2 separate regions of the Mus musculus genome follow, and region 1 is linked to region 2. Evidence: chromatin contacts called from public HiChIP or PLAC-seq data. All regions are on one chromosome and are shown on one strand. Each heading gives the region's core, a stretch centred on a gene start, on an enhancer-like site or on the middle of the called end of the contact. The rest is flanking DNA. Distances are from core to core; before and after follow the strand shown. Region 1 overlaps Bbx (bobby sox HMG box containing). Region 2 has its middle 110 kb from the start of Gm31494.

Region 1 (7,082 bases), core at 1,951-4,450, 670 kb before region 2:
CTTGTTTTTAGGAAGTGGGGATAAATGGTCACACAAGCAATTTTTCTTGGATGCCATTCACCCTACAGAAGGTAAAAGCAACATATATTATCTAATTATATGTGGTTTAAGCTAAAAATGGAATAATTTTGTAGTCTTTATAAATTCAAAATGTATCGTAGAGTCAACCAATATTAGATATATATGTTCACACTGAGATTGTTTTTTTATTTTAAATCAAAACTGTGCTTTGCTGCTAATCATCAGACAGTGTGCCATATAGTGTTTAGTTTGATGAAAGATTTGCAGCCTTGGGATCACACTGACTCTAGACACGTGGTTCTTTTAACAAGGTGTCAGTGATGCAGGGGCGTAGGGGTCAGGCCTGAGGAGCAAGGGCCCTCCGGCCCTCCCTGGCCAGCTGGGCATGGCAAGCTAGCAGAAGTGATTTTTGACCTGAGTAATGTCCACCCATTTTCCAGTACCTCTAAGTATGTTGAAACAATTCACCCGAGGCATGTGTATAGCCAAAGTAGTCATAAGTCCTAATACAGATGTCAGTTTTAAGTTCCCCATACCCTACTTATATATACTATAATTATCATTATTGTCATATATTGAAATGTTAGCTTGGGGTTAATTTTGGGGAGTTAAGGTGCCTTCTCTTCCTCTAACCCCTCTCCCACAGACAAACGAAATATTTTTATTATAGATCTTATAAAAGACTTACTACTTTAGTGCTTACGCATGTTACTTCGCGAGATGTGGGTGTGGCTGTGAATCTCTGCACTTGAGAGGTGGACATTAGGAAGCCATTAACTGCTACCCTCAACTGTTCAGTGAGCTTGAGGCCCAGTTGGGCTACATGAGACTTTGTAGAAGGGACAGTTAATTCATTTGAAAAGTCAATGGTACCTTTGAAATATTCCAGCTTATAATTCTGTATGCAAGTTGTATTCTCTTTGTATCAACAAAATGGAACCTATACCTAGTGAAGCACCCACTACAAATGAATGAATTGGGTCAAGTGTAGTAGTGCACCTCTGTAATTCAAACATTCAGAAGGCAGAAGTAGGAGTACTACAAATTAAGTAACCTATGGCCTGCGGCTCTGTGGTGTTTTCTGGGCTAGCCAGCAATATGCTTAATACTAGACTGTGCTCTCTTGGTGACTGAATCTACCACCCCGCACACACCCACTTGAAATGTTTTTTTAAAATACATTTGACCCTGCAGAAATGCAGAGTGCATGTATAGAGTGATGTGGAAAACTCACTTGACATGAGTTCGAGAGATCTGTGTTCTCAAACCTGCCACTAATGAGCACTGTAGGACACATAGCTAGACCTCACTATAATTTCCTCAATATGTGTACAAAATCCATGTACAGAGCTTCGGGATGACCTACATGGTAATACATGAACTTTAAGTTCCATGTCTCTCCTAACACACGAAGCTTTTTCTCTGGTGTCTAATGGGGTCTGGGATGCTGGAAGCAGCATGCCAGCAGCTTTACTGTTCTGCCTTGGGTGGAGGTAGGCAAGGCACCCAGTTTTGAATCTGCCATGCAGTCCCCAGATGTTAGTAGAAATGGAGTTGTTATTGATGAGACTTAATTACTTAAATATTGTTGACATATATTGAGCAAAACTTTGAAGACCCAGCTCTGAAAAGTGTGAATCCTTTACTTACAAGAGAACATAAATTCATACATAGCCAGAAAGATGGAACTCAATTTGAGCATCAGAAAATCACTCGTCGTTTCCAGTGACTCGCTAGTTATTGACTCTGATGCCATTCCCAGTACTCAGTTATTCAGGTGGTAATACTGTACTACCCGGGCCCTGTCTCATCCTTTCTTATACCTATGGCCACATCACTGTCTGTTAAACTTTGTGAAACTTTGCTTTGCGGGGCGTAAATATAGAAAGACAGGATGAAACCACAGTACAAGGTACTTTTAGAATGTGTCAGAAAGAAGGGGAACGTGTCCACCGCCTAGAATCGGCAAGATTTTTCTTGTCAACTGAGAAGACCTACCGTAGTCAGTTTGTCTTTCCATGGAATGTGGTGACTAAAGATTTTTAACTCCACAATGGTGGTATGATGATAGTTAGTACTTAATGACACTTAGAGGGCTTTTCTTTTTGTGAGGTTTTAAAATTTTGATTGTGACCCCATTGAATTAAGGACAGTTATTAGCCCCAAACACCTGATTTAAAAAAAAAATGTAGGTCAATTAAACGATAAAGACAGAAAAAAACAGAATTCTTTCTACTTAAGCACTTTGGACATTACTGTTTCATTTTTCCAAGCAGATCTGTCAACTTTTAGCCCTCATTGGGTTTGCTGTAATCCTAGCATCCTGGAGACTAAGGTGGGAGGGGGTTGCCTTGAACTTTAGGGAAGCCTGGTCTATCTAATAAGTGCCAAGCTAGCCAGGGATATGTTCAAAATCTCCATCAGAGTAGTTTCTTTGCAATTTGTAATATAGTTCCAGGAATTAATGGCAGGCAGCCTGTTTGTACAGGGAGATCTTTAAATGTGATCCATACAGCCCTAACTGGATCTGTTTCCCATGTTTGGAACTGTAGCTCTATAACTCCAGCAAAGTCTCCCAGAATCATAAATCTGGCTCCTTCATTCCTTTCTCTTTTCATTCAGCATCTGACTTGTTTTAGTTCACGGGAGACCAACCAAAGGCAATGAGATTTCAAATACAGCCATAATGATTTCAATGCAACTGAATTTCCCAGTTGGAATGTAAATTCCCGATTCTAGTAGCCTCGTGGGGTGCAGTCCAAGTACAGTGCTGTTTTCCCAAAGAATACTCTTCCACATTTGGGGAGCACTTTGGAAAACAAAGCCGTCTCTTTCTGCCACCGTCTTAATGTGGCTCCAGGAGTAAGCTGGCATTATCACCCTCAGATGATGCACTTCACGTGTGCTATGGTTATTGTCGAGTGTGAAAGCCAGCCCTGTGGACTTGTTCCAGTGCCTGAGGAATTTTGTGTGTTCAATTAAAAGTCTAAAGAGAAGTGACTAATGTGCTTTGGATGGCAAAGTCTTTCTTTCCTCACACATCCGCTTGTTTGAGTGGGGGAAGAAAGGCTTGATTTCCTCCCGAGCTGTTTGAGTTTGTGCCCCACATGCCCTGCCTCTCACTTACTTTGCTTTGGTTGGTGTGGCTGAGTACTGTTTTGTCACAGAGGACTATGTATTTGACTCACCCTTACTGTCCTCAGGTCTTCCATCTTAGTAGATTGTCCCTGAGGGGGTGACCCTGTACATAGGCCTCTGTGCATAGCTGTGTTTTCTGGATTTAATATCAAGGCAAAGTGTGGGGCAAGTGAGACCTTTAGCTCTCCATTCATTACCTCTCTAACACGGTCTTAGCTCTTATTCCATACCTTTGTCAGGTATGAATAATCTGCAGGGTCTATGATTTCTTCTAGATCTGATACTAGGTTTAGGTGAAATGATAATAACAATAATAGATTTAGCTGTGTAAGTTCATTCGGGGGCGCTGACACAGAGTTCCCATGGGACTATATTATACATTGCCTTGCACCTAGTCTGTAACTTGTTACTTCTTTGCTTTCTCCTAATAAGCTGACATCTAGAACTTGACTGTTACTCCTGTCTGCATGTGGACCTGAATTCTCCTCCTGTACCTGGCCTTTAGCAGCCATGCCTTTGGTCTCTAATGTGTCTTTATCAGGGTCATCTGAAGAGACTTTCAAAAGAGCAATACTTAGTAGAATGCTGTTACCTCAGGGCTCACCAGTGAAAATCAATAAGTTAAAACAATGCTAATCCACAAGTGTCCCTCCTAATTGGGACCCTGGACTGACAAAGATGCTTCTTCTTCTCAACACCATTATTTTCTATAAAACTGTTAGTGTAGGCTATGTGGCGAAACTACCCTTTTAGGTCTGAGTGTCTTCTTTAGAGTTAACCCAGCCCAGTTCACATCTGTATGTAGAAACACATGGTCCCACAGTTAGTAAACTGCAGTTCAAGAGGAGATGAGTCCTTGTGTCTGTGGCTGGATTCTCTGAAATCTTGTTATCTCAGGAAGTCAGATGATGTTTCACAAACCACTTGGCCTTTTCTTTTCCTAACACAATTTTCTTTTCACCGTTGGACCCTGTGCTTTGCACTTCTTACCACACGTTTTAGATTTTTTTTAGCAAAGGGAAATGAGTATGTTTTGGGGATCCCCACCTGTGAAGTAGCAGTGGCACTGGGGAGTTGAGCAGAAATCCCTCCAGAGTGACAGGAGGGATAAGCAAAGCTGAGGCTTATGAAAGTGCAACAGACATTATTTGATGTTCATTGCAAATCCAGGTTGGGCTTCTTTCACCTTGTCTGAAGCTTTGAGTTTTAAGGCTATCTAGTCATTAAACTTACTTGAATTATTCCTAACTAAATTGTAGCAAATTTTTTTATTAAAGCTTTTATATTTAAAGAGCTTACATATATATTTCCATTGGCCCATGCTAAGCTAAGAAGCAAAGAACCAGTAGTCTAAGCCTGAGTACCTATGATGAAAGCTATTCTGCTCTTGAACCTGGGACTAGGTCTAAATTATAAGAAGGCCTTTTCTCTGATTGTGGAGTCCATACTTTCGATAGTGCTTAGAGGCATGCTTACCGGGTGTTTTGAGGCAGTGCTGTGAAACCAGTAATTGCTGCCTTAAGCCTGTCCCCACACAGCCATTTGTGTTGCAGTACTGAGATACTGATACACGGCCAAAAAGAAGTCCATACTCTATTTTGGTGGAATTGTAGTAATTTTCCTATGTGTTTGGAGTATGAATCAACCTCTTCATTTCAGATATCTATGATTTCCAGGGCAAAAAAAAAAAATCTCTAATTTGTAGTCCTCTTTTGTCAAGGCTATATCTAAAATCACTATAGAGCTAGATTAAAATTTTCAATTAGACTTAGAGGAGTATTTATACCAGCAGTGAGTTTCACACACTTAGAGCTGTTCTTACTAGATTTTTCTCTTGCTCTTTTTTTTTATACTGTACATATATTTTTGTTTTTGTTTAGTTGGTTGGTTGGTTGGTTGGTTTTTCAAGACAAAGATTCACTGGTTGTTCTAAAACTCACTCTGTAGAGCAGGTTGACCTCAACTTTAAACATCCTTTGGCCTCTGCCTCCCAAGTCATTTCCTGACCTAGTCTTCCCTTTTCTTTGTCAAAAATGATTTCTGTGCCTACTATTAGGAGATTGAATGACTACTAACGTTTTTCCTGTCCAAAACCTTAGCTCAGTCACTGGCATAAAAAAAAAAAGAAAAAAGAAAAAAAGCACCAATCATGAAACTTGATTGCTTTTACTTTTATAAATCTATTTATTTTAGATGTATGGATGTTTTGCCTCCTTGTGTAAGTATTTTATGTTCAAGTATGTCTGCATATTACATGTGTGCTAGTGTTCTCCGAGGCCCAAGGACAGTATTGAATTCCCTGGGACTGGAGTTCCAGAGGGTTATTATTTGCCACATGGGCGCTGGGAATCAAACCCAGGTCCTCAGGAAGAGCAGCCACTCGGCTTAGTGCTGAGCCGCCTCTCTAGTCCCATAGGATATTTACTTTTTTTAATGATTACTATACTGTAATTACATGTTTCTTTCTTTTTTTTTAATTTCAAAATAAGGGAGTGGAAGGAGGAATACATAAGGAAGTTAGTGTGTGGGACAAGTGTTCCCATGTAATCAAAACCAAGGAAGAAGACTTTTAATGGCCTGTACCTTCCATACCCTTGATGGTAGTCACTGAGAATTCAGTCCTGTGTTATTAAATGATTTATTGGTTTTGTAATTACAGTGCCAAAACCCAGTCTCTCCATGAACTGTGCTTCATTCAATTATCTCATTAAGTGTGTTCACTCTGTCCAAGAATTCAGAGTCCCATTTGCATGCTGACCCTACCAATGTTTATCTTATCCTTATCTGATAAGTCTGTATGCATGAGAAAAGTTTAAGCCTCACAGTTTTTCTACTTTGTCCAGCCTGGTGCTTCAAGGTAAATGTCCCAGCTGTTAATGTGAATATAAGAAGTACATATTTAATCTCTATGTCTTCAAACAAGAAAGTACTGTTATCATCCTACCCAACTGTACTGGCCCAGAAGGTCTCAGAAAGGTGCCCTGGCCACACCCAGAACTTGTGATCTCTTAGGATACAGGCAGTAGGCTTGCATACATTAATACCTCCACCTACCAGATCAAACACTGTACCAAATCCAAAGATGATGAAGAGGGAGTGAGGGAGCTGAGGGTGGAGGTCACTGGTGGGAGGCAGGTCACTCATGAAATGCCTGCTGTTCATACGTGATCTAGTCCTTCACAGTGTAAAAGAGGCATGAGAGGATGTGTTTGCAACCTCTACAAATTTAAGGAAAATATAAATAAGTAGCAAACAAATTGTGGGAATTTTTCATTTCTTTCTTTTTTCTTTTCTGTCAATGTTTTGGAAATGAGTGTAAATTTGCCATTCAGATGGGTCAGGCATACAGAAACATGTCTTTTCCAGGATGGTGCTGATGCCTTATGGCTTTGTGTATAACTGTGTGTTTATCCTATTTCAGCCATATTTTCCGAAGATAAAAGCACCACAGAGCCTGCTTTTAAGGTTAAAAATGCCCTATCCATTCCCAACACTCCAGAGCCAACAACAATGCAAGAACCTTTGGTTGGCAGCCAAAAGAGAAAAGCAAGGAAAACCAAGATCACACACCTTGTCAGGACTGCAGATGGCCGAGTATCACCAGCAGGAGGTACTTTGGGTAAGAAGCAAGATCTTTTAAGTCAAGGTTGTGAGAGCCAGCAAATGTCCACCATGGCTGCGCTGGCCTCCAAATGACTATAAGCCAAGTGTTGCTTCTCAATAAAGACCTGGTGTGTTTTTGAAACTTTCACCTCCACACATGCCCTATTTCATGCTCTACAGCCACAGCTGTTTCTCCAAGTGTGTGTCTGAATCTCTAGAGAGGAGAGGTAATGTTTAGGGGTACTAGCTGCTTTTCATCAGAACGCCCCCAAACAGTCTTAAGTAAATTCCAGAAGAGCCTAGACTTTCAAAGCTACTCG
Region 2 (7,270 bases), core at 802-3,301:
CACTATTGCATATACCAGCAAGATTTTGCTGAAAGTACCCTGATATAGCTGTCTCCTGTGAGGCTTTGCCAGTACTTGGCAAATACAGAAGTAGATGCTCACAGTCATCTATAGGATGGAACACACGGCCCCCAATGTAGGAGCTAGAGAAAGTGCCCAAGAGCTGACGGGGTCTGAAACCCTATAGATGGAACAACAATATGAACTAATCAGTACCCCCAGAACTCATGTCTCTAGCTGCATATGTAGCAGAAGATGGCCTAATTGGCCATCATTGGGAAGAGAGGACCCTTGGTCTAGCAAACTTTATATGCCCCAGTACAGGGGAAAGCCAGGGCCAAGAAGTGGGAGTGGGTGGGTAGGGGAGTGGAAGGGAAGGGTCTGGAGGACTTTTGGGATAGCATTTGAAATGTAAATGAAGAAAATATTAAATAAAAAACAAAAAATTAAAATAAAAAAGAAATATGATGTAGAGAGTTATAAGTAAAGTATATTTTTGGTAAAGAACATTAAAGTTAAAAGGTAACGAGTTCAGATGAGAATGGGTTTTACATAGTTGTTTTGACCTAAGTAAAAGATTTTTCCAGAAGGGATATAGAAATCAAAACCGAAAAACAAAAATAACCAGAACCCTAACCTAACCCACATTGCACAAGGTTAAGTTACAAAGAGGTTTATAAAATTATATAACTCAAAGATTCTGTATGCACATGATTAAGTTGATGATAATTAATGCTAATTAAAAATTCTAAGTGTCAGGCTTTTGATGGGTACTCATTTCATGAGTCAGTCTGCCCAGATGTTGGGAGGAGCTGCAAAAGGATACAGTGGCCCCTCAGATACTCCGAGGTTTACTAGTGGAGACATAACAGAGACAGTCCAAAATGCCCCAGGGAAGTAATCCCAGGCAAAAGAACAAGCCAGAGTGATAGCCTAAACCATGGGAAATAATATATTGTACCAGGCTAATAAAGTACCTGCTACTTCAGAGAAATCTCAGGCAGAGGTTTCTAAAGGGCAATGCTTGCCAGAGCTGTGGGAAACCAAGACACTGGGAAAAAAACTGCACTCAACAGACTTCTAAGAAAATATGGCTTTCTCTACTCTGCAAAAGAGGGTGTTGTCCCGTCTGCATGGAGGACAGTACTTCAGACACAATGATGGATATATTTAAGGTCTGAAGTGGTCCCAGGTTTCCTTCTGAAAGCTGGACTCCAGTGCCAATAACCATTGAGGTGCCTTGGATAACTTTTGATGTCACAGGACAATTGTTAACGGGGTGCCACTCAATGCTTTACTTGATAAGCTAGGATCCCTTACTAAAACACTGTTAGAAATGCCCCAAGGCTGAAGAAGTTCTTGTTGCCAGTTTCACCTTGCACTGTGCAAACCCTAAGAACAAGGCCTAGCAGTGGGAGTCGTCACCTAAATGTTAGGGGCTGTTTCTAACACTGATAGCTAGCTTTTCTCTCTACTCTCTAATATGCAAGTAATTAGGATTTACAAGCTATAACAGCTATATTGTATAACCTGCAGAGGAAACAACAAAAATGGCTTTGCTAATTATCCCCAAATAAAGAATAAATACATCTTATACAGGAATTGGAGAAAATGGGCACAGTAATATATAAGGTGACTGAAAATGCCCGATGGACTCAGGGGAACATAAAATTCTATTGCCTAAACAACAACAACAACAAAAAAACCCAATTATTAAGAGACCGCACGACTCATTCAGACACCAACTATCTTACCTACTTGTGGCTTTTGTAAAAATAAATAAATAAATAGGACTATAGAGTCTACAACTCAAACAAACAAACAAAAACAAAAAGAAAAAGCCTGTCTGCTCTATCTGGATAATTTACTCTTGAGGCAAAATTAATCCACTACTTTTCTTCAAGGTAGTATAAAGGACAGACAAACACCTTCTGGGAAAGAAAACTGAAAGTTCAGTTTTACTCAAATGGCTCCCTGTCAAGGACAGTAACCTCTTCTGCTGTTTCCTGGATACATTCTCAGAATGGATAGGGGCCTCAGCTTCCAAGTAGGTAGAGGCCTCCCCCACCCAGAGTGAAAGCACCCATCTGCTTAGTTTCTAGAATAGAATCTGCCCTTAGGAGTCCCCACGGCTTTCAGAACACCTTGAAGACAGAGCCGCTCACACCTGTTTTAACAGGTAACCTTGCCTGTCCTCAGTTAACGGACTGTCTCTGTTAGGCTGGCCAGAGGACATGTCCATGGGGACATTTTTCTAAATGTTCATTTTCCTAGGAGGTTGAGCCCACCTTAGGCATTGCTATTCAGGTGGGCAGGTGGGCAGGTGGGCCTGAGCTCTGTAAGAATGGTAGCTGAGGGCCAAGGGAAGCAAACCAGTCAACAAGAGTTCCTGAGTGGTCTCTGCTTCAGTTCTTGCTTCCAAGTCCCGCCTTTGGTTTCCTGGACTCCCTGTCCCCATAGTTCAAAACCCTGATTTGGTCTCCTGAGCTTGAAGTAGCTCTGACCTTCAAGAGGCTCAGCTTTGACCTGTCTGAGCCAACTGTGGCTCTTATTGTTCTGCTACCTCAAAACTGGCTCAGCAACAGGACCTTGGAAAAGTCTAGTTAATGAAGTAGGAGGAGTAGAACTCCTGCGGGACTCTAGGAGGGAATGGTGTTTTGTTTTTTGACAATGCGAAGCCCCTGAATTAATCTCAGAGCCTTCGGAGTGAATGGGGTTGTGTATGGAGACAGAACCCCTGAGAATGACAGAAGATCAGATCTGCAGTTGAGATTCGGCCTTACACAGTTGTGGGTGCCAGGCCTCTGTTGGCTCTAGGTCAGCTAAGCCATGGCCAGGAAATAAACCTGGACATGGGGCGAGAATGAGGGCTGTCTATAAAGAGCAAGACGGACCCCATGTCTTTTTATTAATGACCTTCAGAGCAAAGCTGGGACTGTTCCACAGTGGTTGCTGGACTGGGTGCATTAGAGTTGCAGACTCGCCTGTCTGGGACTCTGTATAGCTGAAGGAAACTGGGAGGTTGGGGTGAAGCCATCAATCTTGACAGTAGTCACTGATCTTTGCCAGCTCAAGTTTTTGGCCCCTGGGTATTCTGTATGAGGGATCACAGTGCCATTTACTGACCTTATGAGTAAGAAATGAACATCTGCTCCTTCACATTTGCCAGCCTAATCAGTTGTGAATTTTTCTGGTGGCCAGCTCCCACGTAGAACCCTGCAGGGAGGAATTCTGGGACAGCTCTCCTGCTTAGTTACACTGTAGCAATACAAAGCCTCCGTGTAGCCTGCCACTGTCTTAGGTGAAACTGTTTACCTTAGCAGTTAAAAGTCCACAGGAGGCTCTCCATGTGCGTCAGTTAGGAAGGTCTTAATTGCACATTTGACATGCCTAACTGGGGCAAGGTCTGCATCACAGTGCTTAGCCACCAGAGCTAAAAATAGAGCATTGAATGAAAGCGCTAGTTAAGCAAAGTCAGCTACCTTCATAACCACTTGCCAACCTGCCCTCCGCCCTGTGGCACACAATTAGCCTAAAGAAATCTTCTACTAATCTTATATATTAAGAAGCAACAGGGATTAAAAGAAAAAGTACTCTTTTAGCATCCGCATTCAAGATGTTCTTGTATCTGTTTAGTCTTTGGTGCTCAATGTTAGAATGTAGTTTTCTTTCATTTGAGGATCAAAAGGCTCCAGCCACTCTGAAAGCAATGGATGGCATTCCATGTAATTTTTACATTTCTTTAATCACCTTGTTTAAAGTGCCTTCTACACTACATAAACATGTCTTTCTCAAGTGCCTCTTTCAAACGCAATTTAAGTTTGATTAATAGATCAGCATCCTCCTTTTATTTCTCTGATCAATGTTTATAAAAAGGAACTCCTCTTTTTTTTTTTTTTCTGGAACCTGGAAAGCAGAGTGTATGCCAGTGCGTTCTCTGACATTCCAGTGACTGTGAGCGGAGGAGCTCGCCCAGACCGGTCTGAGCCCTTTCCAGAGGTTTTTAAAGATCTCCATGAGCTTCTTGGGGAGGCAGGGAATTGAGGAGATTATCTGCTAGCAGACAGCAGGCCCTGGTGACTGCCCCAGGGACATGCTCTGTCACTCTCCATTTCTGCATCCCCTCCACCATTGGAAGAGATTCCGCAAGCACAGTTCCTTCAGGAAACGTTCCCTGTATTTACGGCAGTTGAAGGATTTTAGGCTCTTCTTCTGTGAATGGGGGGCAATCAGTCATCACACTGCCCAGCAAGGTATCCCTGTTCATCTCTTGCCGAAGCAATTTCTGCCTCACTTGTTTTATTCGTTCTTGGACACAGCTGTGACAAAGTGAAATGTGGGTGGGGTTTGAAGGCCCCGTGACCTCCCACAGCTGAGGACCATTGGAGTACTGCCCCTCCCTAAGCAAATCCTTTCTATGGCCTTGCTGGACAGGCTCTGCACAGTCCACCCCGAATCAGTGGGGTGATACTTCTCCAGCTGAGCCACCAGTCAAGCCACTCCCCTAGAGCCCTCCAACTGGGCCTTATGATTGAGACAGCTGTCCAGGTAGCAGTGGGATCTCTATGGAGCAACCAATGACTCAGCCTTCTCAGACTTAGATCTCAGTGTCTTCCACGTAGCCAAGTTTTAGCCTCCTTCGAAAAGGTCGATATTTATGATTGGCAATCCTATCAGTGTACCTTGTAGGAGTATTAGTAATTCATTTATCATAAACAAACAATCTAGGTACACACCAACCTTTGAAAATGAAAGGAGACTGTCATCTGCCCAGGGGACTGTCCTAGCTGCTTTACAGCCATTTAATGAAGGGTAGCTAATATCTCATTTTGCTAATCTCTTTTAACTTGTTTTCCTAAAGCTCAATCGCATTTACGAACGATGCTCCAGGGGAGGACCTCAGTAAAGAAGCTGAGGCCCTACTCCCCCTGCCTCATCCCCTATCCAACATTCAGTTCAGAGTTCTGTGTCCTTCCTTCACTTTGACCAGAAAATGAGGGCACTCCCTTCTGCTACTGCATTGGAACAGCCAGTTAATGAAGCACGGAACTGTAGCAAGATCCATTGTCTGTGCTTGGGGGAGTATTTGGGATAAAAAGAAGAGACCTATAACCCAGTCCTTGTCCTCCTTGCTGTGTGTCATTACCTCCATGTTAAGCATCTTCCCTTGTAGGTCTACATAGATACAGGACAACGCTATGTTCTAGGGTACCATGGAAAGTATTCATTTGGGATTCCCAGCCCATTCACTTGAGCTTTCCAAATCATCTTTGCTGCATGGATTTGTGAACAGGAGTCTATCTACACACATAAGGGTCCAAACTTGGGTCTAGTTAACCCTGAATCAAGCAATTACAAAATAAATAAATAAATAAATAAATAAATAATGCGTTCTTCTCAAATTACCCCTTCATCACTAACAGGGAAGGTTTTTTTGTTGTTGTTTTTGTTTTGTTTTATTTTTTTAAACAACCTAGATTCATCTCTTGTAATTCTTTTTAAAAAGAAAGAGAAGAAAAAAATCTGCTACATTGGTCCATAGGATGTTTGAGCCCTAGGCCAACACATTTCAAAAGTTAGAGCTCCTGAATATCTATCTCATTTTTCTAACCTTTTTTTTTTTTTTTTTTTTTTGCTTTAGCTTTGGGTTTATTGACTTGAGATTCTGCCATCTCTGCCCTTTCCTTGACTTCATTCAGCTCATGTTACTGCACCTAATGCTTGTAAAGGTATTGATTGACTTGTGTGTCTTATAAATACAAAAATAATACTGAAATAAAAACCCCACAATCATTATATAGATTTTTTTGTTGTTGCCTCTGACATGAACTAGTTGAAAGTATGAAAGGAATAATCAAGACTTTTGAGTACTGAGTGGGAAATCAAGTTTGGTTATGCTCCCAACATTTGTGACAGACACACAAGATCCATTTTGACAGCTGTTAATCCCTGGAATCTCAGAACGTGGTTGATAGTTTCCACCAACTGTAAGTCATAGTACGGTGTGTACAGGTTTGCCATGTTGTGGGACAGCCACCGCTGCTTGCTTCACCATTAGTTCAATGTCTCATTCTTCTCCTGGGCAGGGGGCACGGACTTAAAAAGTGATATGAATCAATAGGTATTCATTAGATTCAGTGACGTTTTAGCCCAAGTTATTTAATCAATTCAAAACCTCTTAGTAGATAATATTATCAGACATAAACACGCATATACCTGTGCACAGTGACTATTAGTGATAGTCAATGAACCTATGAGGCTGTGGGTTAGCAACCCAAGACGAGCATTTATATTTCAGTGCTGGTAGTTTTGTCAATAGAGGTATTCTAGTTAATCTGGAAAAAGCTATGTGAACTGTATATTTATTTAAGATTTGATTACAAGGATGCCCCAGTGTGACAATTATATCCAAAATGTGCCAACCTTCCTTTTGCTCAGCTAATGTCTTGTAGAGGACATGTTTGGTTGCAGCTTCAAGGTCAAGGGAGAACGCTCTGACTTCCTGTAGGGGAAAGCTGACCCCTGTCTCTCTGTCGCTGTCTCCCTGTCCTTGTCTCTGTCTGTCTGTCTCTCTCTTTTTCTCTCCCTCTCTCTCTTTCTCCCTCCCCATCTCTGTCTGTCTTTTAATCATTAGCCATAATCCAGTTTTGAGCAAAACCAGAGAATGGGCAGACATGACGCCAACCTTGTCCCTTCTGCCAAGCTGCTCCCTTAGCACAGGGGACCAGCCAATATCAACAGCCGGGAAATCTATGACAAGGCAACTGCCTCTGGAAGTCTCTGCTCCCTCCAGTTGCTGCTGTGACTTTGTGTTCTCAGCTGAACTTCATCCACTGGAGTCTAAATTCAGCTCAGACGCTCCTTGCCTGCCTCTGCTTGGAATGCAGAGATCAGCATGTGAAGGTCGTTTGAAGGATCCTATGTTCTATCCTGGGCATAGCTTTGTGAGAGGAAATGAGGGTAGGAAACATTTTACACATCCTCTCAAAGTTGTGATTTATAAAACTTAACTCTACCTGCTCCATATTTTGAGTAATTATTAATTCTCATTTCGAGTAACAACAGGGACATTTCTCTTGGTCCACAGCACCAACCCACCAGCTGGAAGTCAAAAACCTTAGGGTTCAATTTGGTCTTCTGTCCTTCCATCTCAGCCAAACTGTCCTAGCCAAAATTTTCTCAGTAGGAGAAAAATCCATTAGCAAGTCATTACAACATCCACATGTGCAAAACAGGAAACCAAACATCTTTCCAACACCTACCACTTGAA

Evidence for each region. HiChIP or PLAC-seq counts read pairs in DNA pulled down with a chosen protein or histone mark.
Region 1: a contact with region 2 is called in a BATF HiChIP or PLAC-seq map of CD8 T cells, with 5 read pairs. The contact joins two enhancer-like sites. A contact is called at or near these places in 2 of 15 datasets of contacts at CTCF or cohesin (CD8 T cells and large pre-B cells), 2 of 484 Hi-C or Micro-C datasets (bone marrow-derived macrophages and cumulus cells) and 1 of 115 datasets of contacts at active chromatin or transcription factors (CD8 T cells).

Annotation. Positions count from the first base shown.
Region 1 is chr16:50,202,074-50,209,155 of GRCm38.p6, reverse strand. Bbx (bobby sox HMG box containing) reads left to right here. Exons shown (of 17, transcript NM_027444.3): 14 at 12-71; 15 at 6,581-6,778. Among named protein-coding and RNA genes, the nearest start is that of Gm4827, 130 kb to the right of the region's middle. Within about 2 kb of position 3,200, at least 29 of the 459 cell types and tissues checked have an H3K27ac peak or open chromatin away from gene starts, as enhancers often do. A contact at or near this core is called in CD8 T cells, where this site is marked.
Region 2 is chr16:49,529,667-49,536,936 of GRCm38.p6, reverse strand. No RefSeq gene overlaps it. Among named protein-coding and RNA genes, the nearest start is that of Gm31494, 110 kb to the left of the region's middle. Within about 2 kb of position 2,051, at least 38 of the 459 cell types and tissues checked have an H3K27ac peak or open chromatin away from gene starts, as enhancers often do. A contact at or near this core is called in CD8 T cells, where this site is marked.